Linked DNA regions of Mus musculus: region 1 is linked to region 2. Evidence: chromatin contacts called from public HiChIP or PLAC-seq data. All regions are on one chromosome and are shown on one strand. The core of a region is the stretch at or near the end of the contact, and the rest is flanking DNA. Distances in the headings are between cores, read along the strand shown. Region 1 has its middle 17 kb from the start of Rab3d. Region 2 holds the start of Dock6 (dedicator of cytokinesis 6).

Evidence for each region. HiChIP or PLAC-seq counts read pairs in DNA pulled down with a chosen protein or histone mark.
Region 1: a contact with region 2 is called in an H3K4me3 HiChIP or PLAC-seq map of embryonic stem cells, with 33 read pairs. The contact joins the enhancer-like site here to the promoter of Dock6 in region 2. A contact is called at or near these places in 9 of 39 promoter capture datasets (the 3T3-L1 cell line, 3T3-L1-derived adipocytes, the HPC-7 cell line and 4 more), 2 of 484 Hi-C or Micro-C datasets (granulocyte-monocyte progenitors and granulosa cells), 5 of 115 datasets of contacts at active chromatin or transcription factors (the 3134 cell line, bone marrow-derived macrophages and embryonic stem cells) and 1 of 9 other capture datasets (adipose tissue).

What each region holds. Positions count from the first base shown.
Region 1 is chr9:21,897,585-21,904,296 of GRCm38.p6, forward strand. No RefSeq gene overlaps it. Among named protein-coding and RNA genes, the nearest start is that of Rab3d, 17 kb to the right of the region's middle. Within about 2 kb of position 4,092, at least 92 of the 459 cell types and tissues checked have an H3K27ac peak or open chromatin away from gene starts, as enhancers often do. A contact at or near this core is called in the HPC-7 cell line, adipose tissue, bone marrow-derived macrophages and 3 more, where this site is marked.
Region 2 is chr9:21,847,585-21,854,506 of GRCm38.p6, forward strand. It overlaps Dock6 (dedicator of cytokinesis 6), which reads right to left and starts at 5,051. Exons shown (of 50, transcript NM_177030.3): 1 at 4,961-5,051. The coding sequence starts at 5,004.

The DNA of each region.
Region 1 (6,712 bases), core at 2,842-5,341, 49 kb after region 2:
GTTAAAACAAACAAACAAACAAACAAACAAACAAACACAAGTAAGTTACATACTTTCTTCCCCTAGAGGGAAGAGCCATGGTATAGTCACAATCAAATCAAAGCAAAACCAAAATCCAACAGCCCCTAAGGATTCGGTTGACTGGCCACACCCACTGCCCAGTACAGACTGGGAGAAGGGAGTGAGAAGGAGGTCAGCTAGAGCTGGACTGGAGATGGCCAGAGAGGAAAGAACCACAGAGCCCTGCCTCTTCCACAGGGACAGGAATGGCCAAAGGGTGAGAGCCCCAGAGTCCCTGAGCTGCTGACGGCTCTGGTTTATCTGTCTGCTTTTGTCAAAGTTCTGGAAATCACCAGGACCCAGAGCTTCACCTTGAGGTGGGGTCTCCTTCAGGACAGCAACAGTGCAGGTCAGACTCGATCTCTCTGGGATAAATTGGATTTGAAGAAAATTACATCAATTGACTTATTTTGTGCAGGCACATGCCACACAGTACATGTCTGGAGGTCAGACAGAGGTCAACATGTTAGAGTTGGTTCTCTCCTTCCAATATGTGGATCCTAGGAACCAAACTCAGATCATCAGTTTTGACCACAAGCTCCTTTACCCACTAAGTTGTCTTGCCAGCCCCAGTCAACCTCTTTTATGAAGTACATAGAAAATGCTGAATGGCGTCTGGCCACCAGAGACATGGCAGTGTGTGAAAGACTGAAATCTCTGCTTCAGCCTGTGGTGGAGCCAAGAGACAAGAAAAAAACAGATAAAAAAAAATCTCAGTTCAAGCTGGGCAGTGGTGGCGCATGTCTTTAATCCCAGCACTTGCGAGGCAGAGGCAGGCAGATTTCTGAGTTCGAGGCCAGCCTGGTCTACAGAATGAGTTCTAGAACAGCCAGGGCTACACAGAGAAACCCTGTCTCGAAAAAATGAACAACAACAACAACAACACAAACCAACCAAACAAATAAACCCAATAATAAAAGTCTCAACTCAAAACACTTGATGTCATGAGTAGAGGATGTAGCTCAGTTGGTAGGTGGCTTGCGCAGTGTGCTCAGTCTGGCTAACCACTCCCCCAGCCCCCATCGCATCAACCTAGCATAGTGGCACACATTTATAGCTCCAGCACTCTGTAGGTGGAGGAGGATCAGAGTTCAAAATCATCCTTGGTTATGTAGTGAGTCTGAGGCCAGACTACATGACACCTTGTCTCAAAACAAAGTAAAAGAAACTTAAAACATTTTCTGTGAAGTAAAGAAACATGAGCAGGAAGGAAGCCAGGCAGGCTTCTTAGTGGAGGCATCATGTGGCCCAGTGCCTGAGGAGGTGAGTACACATCTGTCTTGGACATGGTGGTCAGAGGGTCATCAGCACCCACAGCTCGGGCTCCAGGGGTGCATTGCTCAGGCACCTGCTCCTGAACGCATGCAGGCCATTGTAGGCAAGCACACGAAAATAAAACAAACCTGTGCCAGGCCTGATGGCCACCTTGTCATGTGGCTAGACAAGAGTGAGCCAGGAGGGCACGGGAGTTGTTGGCACAGATCATTTGTGACCTGTGGGGCTCAGGGAGAGATTGGGATTTTTATTTGTCACAGAAAATCTTTGTTTGTTTGTTTTTCTTTTTTTCCGAGACTGAGTTTCTCAGCCTGGCTATCCTGGAACTCACTCTGTAGACCAGACTGGCCTCGAACTCAGAGATCTGCCTGCTTCCACCTCCCAAAGTGGTGGGATTGAAGGTGTGCATCGACTCTGTGCAGCCATTTTTAAATTTTCTGAGCGACAGTGTCTCACTATTTATCCCTGGCTGGCCTTGAGCTCACAGATATCTTACCTGCCTTTGCCTCCTGAGTGTTGGGAGTAACGGCGCATACCTGGCTCCTTTTCCTTCTGATTTCAACTCCTTGCATAGCTCAGGATGATCCTGACCCCCTGATTCTCCTGCCTCCTCCCCAGCACTGGACTCACAGGCCTGCACTGCCACTGCAGCTGACAGGTGCTGGGGACGGAGCCTAGGCTTTACCCACGCTGGGCAAGGGCAATGACCACCGAGTCACATCCTCAGGCCCTTCTTTTTTGCTTTTTGAGACAGTCTTACTCTGTAGATTAGGTCAGCCCTGAAACCCCACATGTAGCCCAGGTTGGCCTCAAACCCATGGCAATCCTGCTCTACCCTCCTGAGTACAGAGATTACTGGTTGTGTGCTGCCACAACTGGTGTCAGAACTCTTGCTCTTGGGGACCGGGGTGGGTCTCCTGTATCCCAGGCTGGCCTCATACTCACTATGTAGTTGGCGATGACCTTGAGCCTCGTCATCTTTCTGTTTCCACTCCCCAAGAGCTGGGATGACAGACATAAATCTCCCACCATGTCCCCATCCCCAGCCAGGGGTTATTTTGGATATGGCTCTGGCAGCTGAATGTCTCTGGATCTGTTTTGGTTTCTGGTGAGAGATTTTTGCTTAAGGTTGGGGCAGCTTTGCTGGAGGGCAGAGAGATGTGTTTGACACACAAGGACCTCAAGATGATGCCAGCCTAGCTCCAGATTCAGTCAGACTCCCTTCTAGTAACTAAGGCAGAGAATGGTAGAGCAAGACACTCCCCTGCCTCTGCTCACAGGCATACAGGGTGTGCACACACCATACACACAAGCAAACAGCCATGAAAACTGCTTTTTAATAAATCTGGCTTTGTTTTTTTTTTTAACATTACCTAGACTTGTAAGACAATGAATTATGGGGTGTGCTGCTCATATGGATCGAGTACTAAATATTAGAATATCCTCCAACTTTTTTGTTTCGAGACAGGACCTCACTGTGTAGGCAGGCTGCCTCAGAACTAGCAATGTAGACCAGGCTGGCCTCGAACTAACAGAGCTCTACCTACTTCTGCCTCTTGAGTGCTGAGAATAAAGGCTGTCACCACTACGCCCAGCTCTAACTTTTAAACAAAATCACAGGCTTTCCTTCTGAAAATCAATTTCTCATCTAAGCCCACTGTGGTGGCAGGTCCTGTAATCCCAGCACAAGGACACACAGGCACATGTTGGTGGCAGGTAGGTCTCTGAGTTCAAGGCCAACTTGGTCTACATAGTGAGTTTTAGAACAGCCAGGACTACATAGAGACCCTGTCTTAAAAAGTAAAACCACCCAACAACAGTATCAACAAAATTCAAGTTCCGAGGCTGTAACGTGCTTGCACTACAAGCATGGAGATCTGATTTGGGATACCTAGAACCCATAAGATAGACGTACCATCAACATGTTGTCTCAGACCTCCACATCTGAGTTGTGGCTTACCCGCATCCCCCAACCCCTAGTGAATAAATGAAATAATTTAAAAGTTAAATGTGTAAACTAAACAAAGACTCCAAGCATCAGTGTCTGACCTCCGTATTTACATGTACAAACATGCATTCCCGATGCTTGCACACACACCACACACACACAACAGAGGGCCAGCAAGATGGTTTAGCTAGCAATGGTGCTTGTTGCCAAGCCAAATGGCCTGAATTCGAGTCCCTGAATCCACATGGTAGAAAGAACTGAATGTCAAAGTTGTTCTCTGACCTCTGTCTACACTCATACCAGGAGACGTGCAAATTCACATGCTCACATACAGGAAAGAAATATTTTTAAAAGAAAATGTGATCAAAACCCAAATATGGTGGAATACACCAGTAATCCTAGGATTTGGGAGGGGAGGCAGGAAAATCACGAGTTTGACAGCTTGGGTTACAAGACTCTATCTAAAAACAAAATCAGTCTGGCCTAGTGGCCTATTTGGGAGGCGGAAGACAAGCAGATCTCTTGAGTTCTAAGGACCTCCTGGACTACATAGTAAATTTCAGAACAGCCTGGACACACAATGAGACCCTGCCTAAAATAATAAAATAACAGATTTAACACAGGAAAACACATCGTTCCCCAGCTGTAACCGCAGAGCTGAAGACTAGGGTTGAGAACAGTGGTTCCAAGATTTTCCTCTCGGTACATGCTTCTCCCATTCATGCTTCCATTTTGTAACCATTACCGGAAGTTAGCGAACACTGCCTTCTATTGGTACAGCTTTATAGGAAGTCATTGTATGGGATTCTGGGAAATGTAGTCCTTGAGCGGGGGCAAAGCGCCAGGCAAGAGTTATTGATTCAGATGGAGGCTTAGTCTAAGTATTAGCCAAAAGTTTCAGCGTACAGAGCTGCCTCTTCTCTGCCTCTTTCCTTCCCAGCTTCAGAGCAATGACCACGGATGAGGGCCACATCACTAGTTTCCGGGGGTCCGACGCCCTCTTTTGACCCTGGCTGCACTCATGGTGCACATATATACAATCAGACAAAACACTCATACACATAAAAACAAATCTGTAAAATAACTTTAAAAATATTTGTGTGGGGAGGCGGGCACTGTGAGAACAACATGCGGGAATCCCACCTTGTGGGTCTCAGGGATTGAACTCAGGTCATCAGGTTTGGCAGCAAAGCGCCTTTATCCACAGAGCCACCTTGGTAGCTCCATCCAGCTTGGTTTTGCTTTGGATATCCCTCCCCGCAGCTGCCGGGAATTCTTGCCACCTTTACTGCTGTTCATCAAGCCGGGCTGACAAAATCTGGCAAAAGGCAGGCCACAGTCCACCTGGCTGCTGGGGACTGAGTCTCCTCTTTTATTTCTCTGGGGCACTCACTGCTCTTTGGGGAGGAATTGATAATAAAATACTAGCAAAACGCTATCTGTCCCTTTGTCTTTCTTGGTTTTGGTTTTGCATTCCTGGCGATGATATGAACTTGAAACAGCTAAGTGTAACAGTGTGTGTGTGAGTCTAGGTTTTGTAATAATGAAATACCTGAGGGTGGGTGCTTTTAAAAGATTGATCTAATTCAGGCAGGGAGTCATGGTGCTTCCTTGTGCCTAACTCCTGGTGTGTCAGAATGCCCCTCTATGGTTAAACATCTTTAAAGTTACATTGAGGTCACTCCTCCTGTGGCAAAACAAAGGCACCAGGCACTCTCCCTTTCTCCCTCTGTACTCACCAACAAAGGCTTTCTGTCTTCAAAAGGCCTGGCGTCTTTACAGCATCACTTGCAGTCTGTCAAGGTAGGTTTGGTTTGTTGGTTGGTTGTTTTGTTTCGTTTTGTTTTGTTTTTATTACTGTTGTTTGATTTTGGTTGTTGTTGTTGTTTTGCCTGTTTGTTTGTTTGTTTGGTTTGAGACAGGCTACTGTGTAGCCCAGGCTGTCCTCAAACTCACAGACATCCACCTGACTCTGTCTCCCAGGTTCAACACCAGGCCGGGCACTCACTTGGTTCTGACATCCTCTCACTTTTATGGGGAATATATTCTACAGAAGGAAATACCAAAAAGGAGATCCAATCCAACTGATTTCAGAGTGAAATCAAGTTGTCACCTTGTCCCAGGACTACGTCACTCACCTCACAATTGTTTGTAAAAACATAATCTTCTTTATTTATTTGTGGTGTGTAGAGTGTGATAGAGTACCTTGATTGTAAAAACAGAATCCCCACGAGGTTACAGCTGGCCTTGCTCAACCATTACCAGTCAGCTCAGAGAGAAATGTCTTCTGAGACAGCCTGTCTCACCTCGAGCAAATAATCTGAGGAAGGAGAGACCACAGGCCAGCACACCCACCTCTTAATGAGCTCCCAGCCAGCTTTCCCAACTTGCAGGACCTCCATCCTGCGGGAGAATGCCTAGTCCTCTGTCTTTCCAGGTTTGAAATAAAGTCTCATCCTTGAGGTCAGATTTGGTTCCTTTCCTGCCTTTTGTCTCTTTACTCTCCCTGTTCCCATCCCTCCCCCCGCCCAACTAACAAAGTGCAAAGCTGCAAGGGGGGGAGGGGAGCCGGGGCACAAGCCCAGTGGGTTCTGGGTTTGGGGATTTATTTATTCACTTTGCTTATGGGTGTTTGCCTGAATGTATGTCTGTACACTGTGTCTATGCATGGTATTCATGGAAGTCAGAAGAGGGCATCAGATCCCCTGGGACTGGCGTTACTGGTGGTTGTGAACCACCATGTGGATGCTGGGAATCAAACCTCTGCAAGAGTAGCCAGTGCTCTTAATCACAGAGCCACCTCTCCAGCCCCTTGTGGTGTGGATTTTAGAATTTTTAAGGGCTACAAGAGTGAGACCCTGCCCCAATGGAATGTTAGGTCAGCACACAGGCCAGAGGTTCTTAACAAGGCCTTTTCTCTAAACAAAACTGCTATTAGCTTTCTGCCTCACAAAAGGTAACCCTAGAATCATTTAGGAACCAGATCAGTGCTAAGAGCTCCCAAAACACATTTGGCATCTTTGGCCTCTGTCAAGGATGAAGCTGCGGTTGTAAGGCACCCACCAGAGAAGACTGCAAAGTGGGTTTAAGCAGGCGGAAGTCTTTACTAGCTGGCCAGGGACTACACTGGGTGTTCAGGATCCTTGTGTAGCCACGAACCTTTTTCAGGGTGAGCTTTTAACCATAAAAACCATATTCTGGTTGCTATACTCAGTTAACAAGAACAGTTAACCAGAAGCAGAACTACGGAAGCCCAAAGGCAAGGGTTTGTACATTTAGAGACTTTTCTAGAATTCTGGGCTTTGATGGTTGGGTCTGTGTTTTTGTTTTAGCAGGTGGTGCTGTCCGAGTGCTGAGTTTTCTGGCCTGAGCGGAGCTTCCATCATGAAGTCAGTTACATTGCCAAGAGTCCTGAGGACATTTCTGGCT
Region 2 (6,922 bases), core at 3,801-6,300:
ACAGTGGCAGAGGGCTGTCCCTGCAAGCGACAGGTTCCATTGCCAGAAGCACAAAACTAAATACACATATGATACAGGATGCAGGCCTCTCTGCACCCCAGTCCCTCCCTACACCAAACACAGACAGGGAAATACCACTGTGCCCGAGGGAGTGACAGGTTCCTCCCCCATCATCTCCCTCCTAGACCCATCAAGGTCCAGAGGGACACATGCTCCCTCCATCTTTCCTGGGTTCTCCAAGCACACCAATCCAGCACCCCTAGCTCTGGCACAACACTCCTGCCTCTCAGCCTCAGTTTACCCACTCACAGCTGCCCTGACCTCAGAGGGGTCTGGGGAGACCAGAGAAGTTCCCTACTGACATTCAGTAAGTGTTCTGTACGTGTGTTCTCAGGGACTCTAGGATGAGGGCGGGCGTGGAAACCAATAGGATCCTCAGCTCAGATAAAGAACAGTACGTGCGTCCCGGGCCTGAAGGTATTCAATAACTGTTACTTTGTTTTGCAGTGCTGAGGATTACCTCTGGCCTCCTGCGGCTGAGGCACACCCTTAGCCCCTCACAGGATTCACCGCAGGGGCTCCAGCACAAGCCACTCCCCACCCCTGCCCTCCATCTCTTAACTTCAGCCTTTCAATACAGGAACCCTGCAGAAACATGCAGACCGTGGCATGTGGGAGAGAAATAGCCTTGGTTCACATCAGTTACTAAGGAGCTGCTCCGACAGCTGAGGGTGGCAGAGGGCTCCTCTGTGGCACAGGATGGAATTAATGAGACACTCTATCCCAGCCTTCCCCATGGTCTGACCTGCCCAAGGAGCTGGATTGGAAAGGCAGCCTGACCCCATCACTTTGGGCATCTTTTGTGGGCCTGAATAACTGTTTTCTCTCCTTTTTTGGGGATGCTGGGGATCCCTCCTCACGCTTACTCTGACAATGATCCACCCCTCCCTGACCCAGTCTGTCTTAAAAACCAAATAGCTGAGAACCTGAATTGGGGGGCCCATTCCTTTCCACTACGCACACGCATGTCACTGCATGCCCCTTCCACGTGCAAAATAAAGCAGCTAATGCTGTTTCTAGAAGGCAGCGCTGTGCTTCTGCGGCAGCAGCTCAGTTAGGTGCTTGCTTTGCATGCCTGAGCAAACCCAAAACCAAGGGAAAGACAATTGATGGGAGTTTTCTTCCTCCCACGCGACGATACGAGACGGGGTCTTGGGAATCAAACTCAGGATATCTGGCTTGGTGGCAAGCCCCTTACGTGCTCGGCCCTCTCACTGCCCTAGCAACAAAAGTAAACTTAGATTTATTATGTATGTGTATGTGTGTTCTGCCTGCATGTATGCATATGCACCATGTGTATGCCTTGTGCCCTTAGAGTTTAGAAGAGCGTAGAGTGTCCGATCCCCTGGAGCTAGAGTTATGGATGACTGTGAGCCACCATGTGGGTGATGGGAACCCAACCTGGGTCAGCTTACCTAACCTTGAGTCACCTCTCCAGCCCCAGTGACATTAAAGTGAAAATGAAGGCTCTGTGCTCAAAATCAAACCTTCAGGCAGACTTCCCTGAAGCCTGAGGCACTCAGAGCCCATGGCATTATTATTTTTTTTAAGATTTATTTATTTATTATATGTAAGTACACTGTAGCTGTCCTCAGATACTCCAGAAGAGGGCATCAGATTTCATTACAGATGGTTGTGAGCCACCATGTGGTTGCTGGGATTTGAACTCAGGACCTTTGGAAGAGCAGTTGGCGCTCTTAACCACTGAGCCATCTTGCCAGCCCCCGCATTATTATTTTTTAAAAGATGCCTGGTAGCTGGGCAGTGGTGGCATATGCCTTTAATCCCAGCACTTGGGAGGCAGAGGCAGGCAGATTTCTGAGTTGGAGGCCAGCCTGGTCTACAGAGTGAGTTCTAGGACAGCCAGGGCTACACAGAGAAACCCTGCCTCGGAAAAAAAAAACAAAAACCAAACCAAAAAAAAAACAAAAAAACAAAAAAAACAAAAAAAAAGATGCCAGAATAAGGGCGAGGCTGTGGCCCCAGCCCAGCTGGTCTCTTTGTCCGGAGAAAAGGCTAGAGAGGGTGGGACACTGCCGTGTTCTAAATTCCTACAGTGGCCTTATGCCCCAACTAGGGAGTAACTGGGTAGAAGTGCATGGAGAGGGGAGAGAGAGAGAGAGAGAGAGAGAGAGAGAGAGAGAGAGAGAGAGAGCAAGCCTACATACAGATGGAGGTCAGAGGTCAACTTCATGTGTCCTCAGGAACCATTCATCTTACTGTCTGAGACTGGCCTGGGGCTCTCCATCAGGACAGGACAGTGAGCTCCCGGAAGCCACCATTCTCCAGCCTCAGCTCCCGGAAGCCACTGTTCTCCATGCTCCCAGAGCCCCAAGGTTACCGCTAGTCCCAGCTATTTTGTACTCGGATGTCAGACACTGAACTCAGGGCCTCATGCTTGCATGGTTGTTTACTGACTTCATTATCTTCCTAACCTCCAAAACATCTTTTGAGACAGTCTTGTACAGTCTAGGCTGGCCCCAGTTTCACATTGTAACCAGGCTGGGCTTGTGTTCACAACCAGGCATGCATCATTATGCTGAGCCACCTCCATAGTTCACCCCCAAGTCTAACTGTTTTAGGTGTCCTGGTAGAAGACCTTCCCCCAGACCCCTGGGGGGTCCTCTGTGTAGCCCTGGCCATCCTGGAATGTGACCTGTAGACCAGGCTGACCTCAAACTCACAGATCCACTTTGCCTGTGCCTCCCAAGTGCTGGGATTAAAGGCATTTGCCACCATTGCTGGCAGAAGACATTGCTAAGAACAGAGATAGTCTGCAAAATGGCTCTGCAGGCAAGGGCATTTGCCACCAAGTGTAATGACCTGAATTTGACCTATGCAAAGGGGGAGGGATCGATCACCACCCTCAAGTTGACCTCCAACCTCTCACCTGTGCTGTGACACGTGTGTACACACACACACACACACACACACACACACACACATCATGCAAGAATAAGTGTCGTTTTTTAAAAGCAGTACCACACTGAATTGAATTGACTGGGTTTTAGAAATCAGGCTGCAAGTGCAACAAGAGACACTGTAGCAACTGTGGTGCTCCTCCCAGGCTGGCAAGGGTTACTGGGCCTATCGTTATAACAGGGAAGATGACAAGCCAGACACAGGGGCTGGAGAGATGGCTCCAGCGGTTTGGTTTAGAGCACTGACTGATCTTCCAGAGGTCCTAGGTTCAATTCCCAGCAACCACATGGTGGCTCACAACCATCTGTAATGGGATCAAATATCCTCTTCTGATGTGTCTGAAGATAGTGTACATACATAAAATAAGCAAAACTTTAAAAAGAAAAAAAAGCCAGACTCAGAACTCATATAACAGGGAGCAGAGACAAGAGGATCCCCAGGGCCAGTTCCCTGACCAGTTTATCTGGAGCTCCAGATCCCAGTTGAGTGAGCCTGCCTCAAAAATGAAAATAGAGGGAGGCTGGCAAGATGGCTCAGGAGCAACTTGCTGCTGAGCCTCCTGAGTATAATCCCAGGAAACCAAGTGGAAAGAAAAGGCTCCTTCCTACAAGCATCCTGTCACACACACACACACACACACACACACAACGAGAGTGGTATACACATGTACACACAGTAAGTGAATGCTAGGATAGGGTGAGAACCTTTCTCAAAATAAAGCAAACACAAAAGCAAGGTGCTGTAGATGTGGTTACCATGGAAACTGAGTGTGGCAGGGGGGGCCAGGAGTTCATGGCCGGTCTTGGCTACATAGTGCATCTGAGGTCAGCATGGGCTACGTGACCCCATCCCAGACTAACAAAACACAACAAAGTAAAACCAAGACTCCATTCAGTTGCAGGTTCATCTGGGGTTGTGGGAGAACTCAATAGGTAGGTGAATGTGCAGAAGCATCTATTTATCTACCAGGCTGCTTGGGAAATCTTGGGCTCCCTCACTACATCAAGGCCCAGGATCATTCTGCACATCTTTCCCACCTGAGCTAAAGGCATAAGGACTTAGGAGGCAAGACAACAAACAGAAAACTGCCCAACTGCTCTGCCCCAGATCACAACCCTCCTCTATCCAGAACTCTCTGTGGCTCTCACTTCACTTGGGGTCACAGTCAAAGTCCTTCTGGCCTACAAGGCGTAGGCCCTATAAAATCTATTCCTATTGGTCCCTCTGTGGCCCCAGGGCCTTTGCATTTGCTTCTTTCCTGGATGATGGGCAGATCTCTTCCTTCGCTCCTTTAGGTCTGTGCTTAACTCTACCTGGCCTACCATTGAGACCCTATCCTCCCTTTCCTGTCTTATGCATCCACACCATACCACGGACACATCTATGTTTGTCCCACCAGAGCGAAATCCAAGAATGGGGCAACTTTCTTGTGTCTCCATCAGGGTGGGACCCACAGAGTGGCTTCTCTCACCTAAGGTGGTCAGACAGGTCTCCAGAGGATCGGATACCTGGGATGATTTACCTGGGATGATTTCTAACCTACCCCAGATTTGAGCCTCTCTCACAATCCAGTGTCCATGGAAGGGGATCCCCCAGCATCTGTTGCCTGTCCCTCCCCTGTCTGCCCACCAGCTGGTTCAGTCCCCAGCCCCCTCGGCCCCCTCCCACGCCCAGCCGGTGCTGGGAGAGGCTGGGGCAGGAGACTGAGGGGCTATCCCCAGCTGTCCCCAGCTCCAGACAGCTGGGTCCCGGGACCCTGGGCGGGGGAGGGGTGCGAATTTCCCCAGGCTGGTGAAGGGAAGGACGGCAAGAGGGTCCGAATGCAGCCTAGCACTCTCGGAGCCCGGCCCGCACGGACCCGGGATGCGCTTCCTCCTCCGGGAAGTCCTCGGGGAGCCCGGCACGCCCCCGCTGCCCGCCATCTCCAGCACTCGCCCGTCCCGCCCAGAGTGGCCGTGACCGCGGCCGCTCTCACTACCTGTTGATCTTGTGAGCGAAGGCGCGGCGCTCCGAGGCCGCCATGACGCCCCGCGTCCCGCCGCAGCCTCCCGAGTCTGGGCAGCCGGGCTGGGCGGAGCAGGCGCGCGGGAGAGGCGGGGCCTGTGCTGATGGGGCGGGGCCTGCACTTCGACCCGCCCCAGCCGCGGAACCAAGACGGGAATGACGCGGGGTCTTCTCGGGGCGTGGTGGCGAGGCCGGGCCAACTCTAGGATGGGGAGGAGCCTTCTCTGGAGGGGGCGGGGCTTTCCCTAGATAGGGCGGAGCCTTTTCTGGGATGCCGTGGGGCCAGCATTGAGAGTGGGACAGAAATACTGGGGATGGGGAGGAGACAGCGCTGACAGGAGGATGGAGCAGGCTGTGATCTGGGATGTCGCTGCTCTAGGATAGGGACCGGGACAAGGCTGGAGAGATGAGGATCTTTGTGGGCGTGGCTTATGAGGGACGGTCCTTGATGGGCGGGACGTTGTGAGTGGCTCATCTCTGCGATGGGCTAGGGAGCTGGGGACCAGGCAGAGCAGGGCATGGGGTGGGTGTGGAGCAGGGGCAGGGCATGGAAGGGAGTGTTCCCCTCCCACTGGGGTCAAGATGGGGAAACTGAGTCTTCTGTTGGGCTGGGAAGAAAAAATACGGAACATCAAAACCTGTTAGGTCAGCCGGGCAGTGGTGGCTCATGCCTTTAATCCCAGCACTTAGGAGGCAGAGGCAGGCTAATTTCTGAGTTCGAGGCCAGCCTGGTCTACAGAGTGAGTTCCAAGACAGCCAGGGCTACACAGAGAAACCCTGTCTCGAAAAAACAACACAAAACAAAACAAACAAACAAACAAAAAAGTTAGGTCCTCACTAGTCCCGGAGGCACGCTGCCTAAAAAACAACATCAATGTCACACAATAATTACTAAGGTTTTGTTTATAGTCGCTCAATGGACATAGGTGGGAAGAACTGTTGTTTTCCACTACTGACAAGTGGGTTAACTGAAGCCTAGCAGTGTGGAGGCTTTTACATAGTAGGCCTCAAAAGGTGCTCAAGGGACTTCCTGCCAGTCTCTGGGTTGCAGTAGAGAGGTGGATGAGTCCAGCTAAGCTCAGGGGTGTCACTCTAGGAGGTGTGACTCAGAAAGCCAGTATCGATACCTGAGCGAGCCAGTCCGGAAGTTTCTGATTACCTGAAGTTGTAGGATGTCTTCATTAATTTGTGGCCTTAAATATCTTCCCAACAGCTCCTTTCCCAATAACAGTTTCCTAGAATTTTTTCAGTCCTGGCTCATCTTTGGATATGCCAATTGTCTGCTGCCTCCACACCTTCTCCTGAGTAGCTTCAGCCCTCTGAGCAGTCACGGTCAAAACAGTCTTGGTAGGGTAGGCAGCTGTGCAGCACAGGACATGTCTGCCTCAGAGCTTTTTTGAGTGCTGCTCGTTATCCCACCTATGGATGGATGCTAGCAGGAGCCCCATCTACAGAGGATGAAATTGGAGCCAGAGGGCAGGGTGACTTGCCCCAGTTGCCCAGCAAATCTGTATCAGCTTCTGAAGGCACAGGAAGGAGACCTAGATGGTAGGGGAACCCCCTAGGTATCCATCTGCTCTTGATCTGTGTACACAGCTGTCAGGAGCCCACGCACCTACTCAGCGTGGTCCAGTGGCTTCTGCCTGGGAGATGCAGAATATAACTCCACCCACGACTGTGCTGGGCCACACTCAGTGTTACTCAGGTCCCTGCCTCTTCCTCTGAGGCCAGGTAGGGAACATGGAGCTGGATCCTTCCTGATGCTTCCATTGTGCACTGTCTTGGCGGCATCTGTGTCTCACCTATCCTTCCTTGTGCAGAGCCTCCGTGGCCCACCTCACTTGGGTCATAGTCCATCCCTCCAGGCCTTGCATAAACTGCCCTGTTACCACTCTGTCCTCATAGCCTCCCTCTTGGACTTCAGCCCAACTGTCCT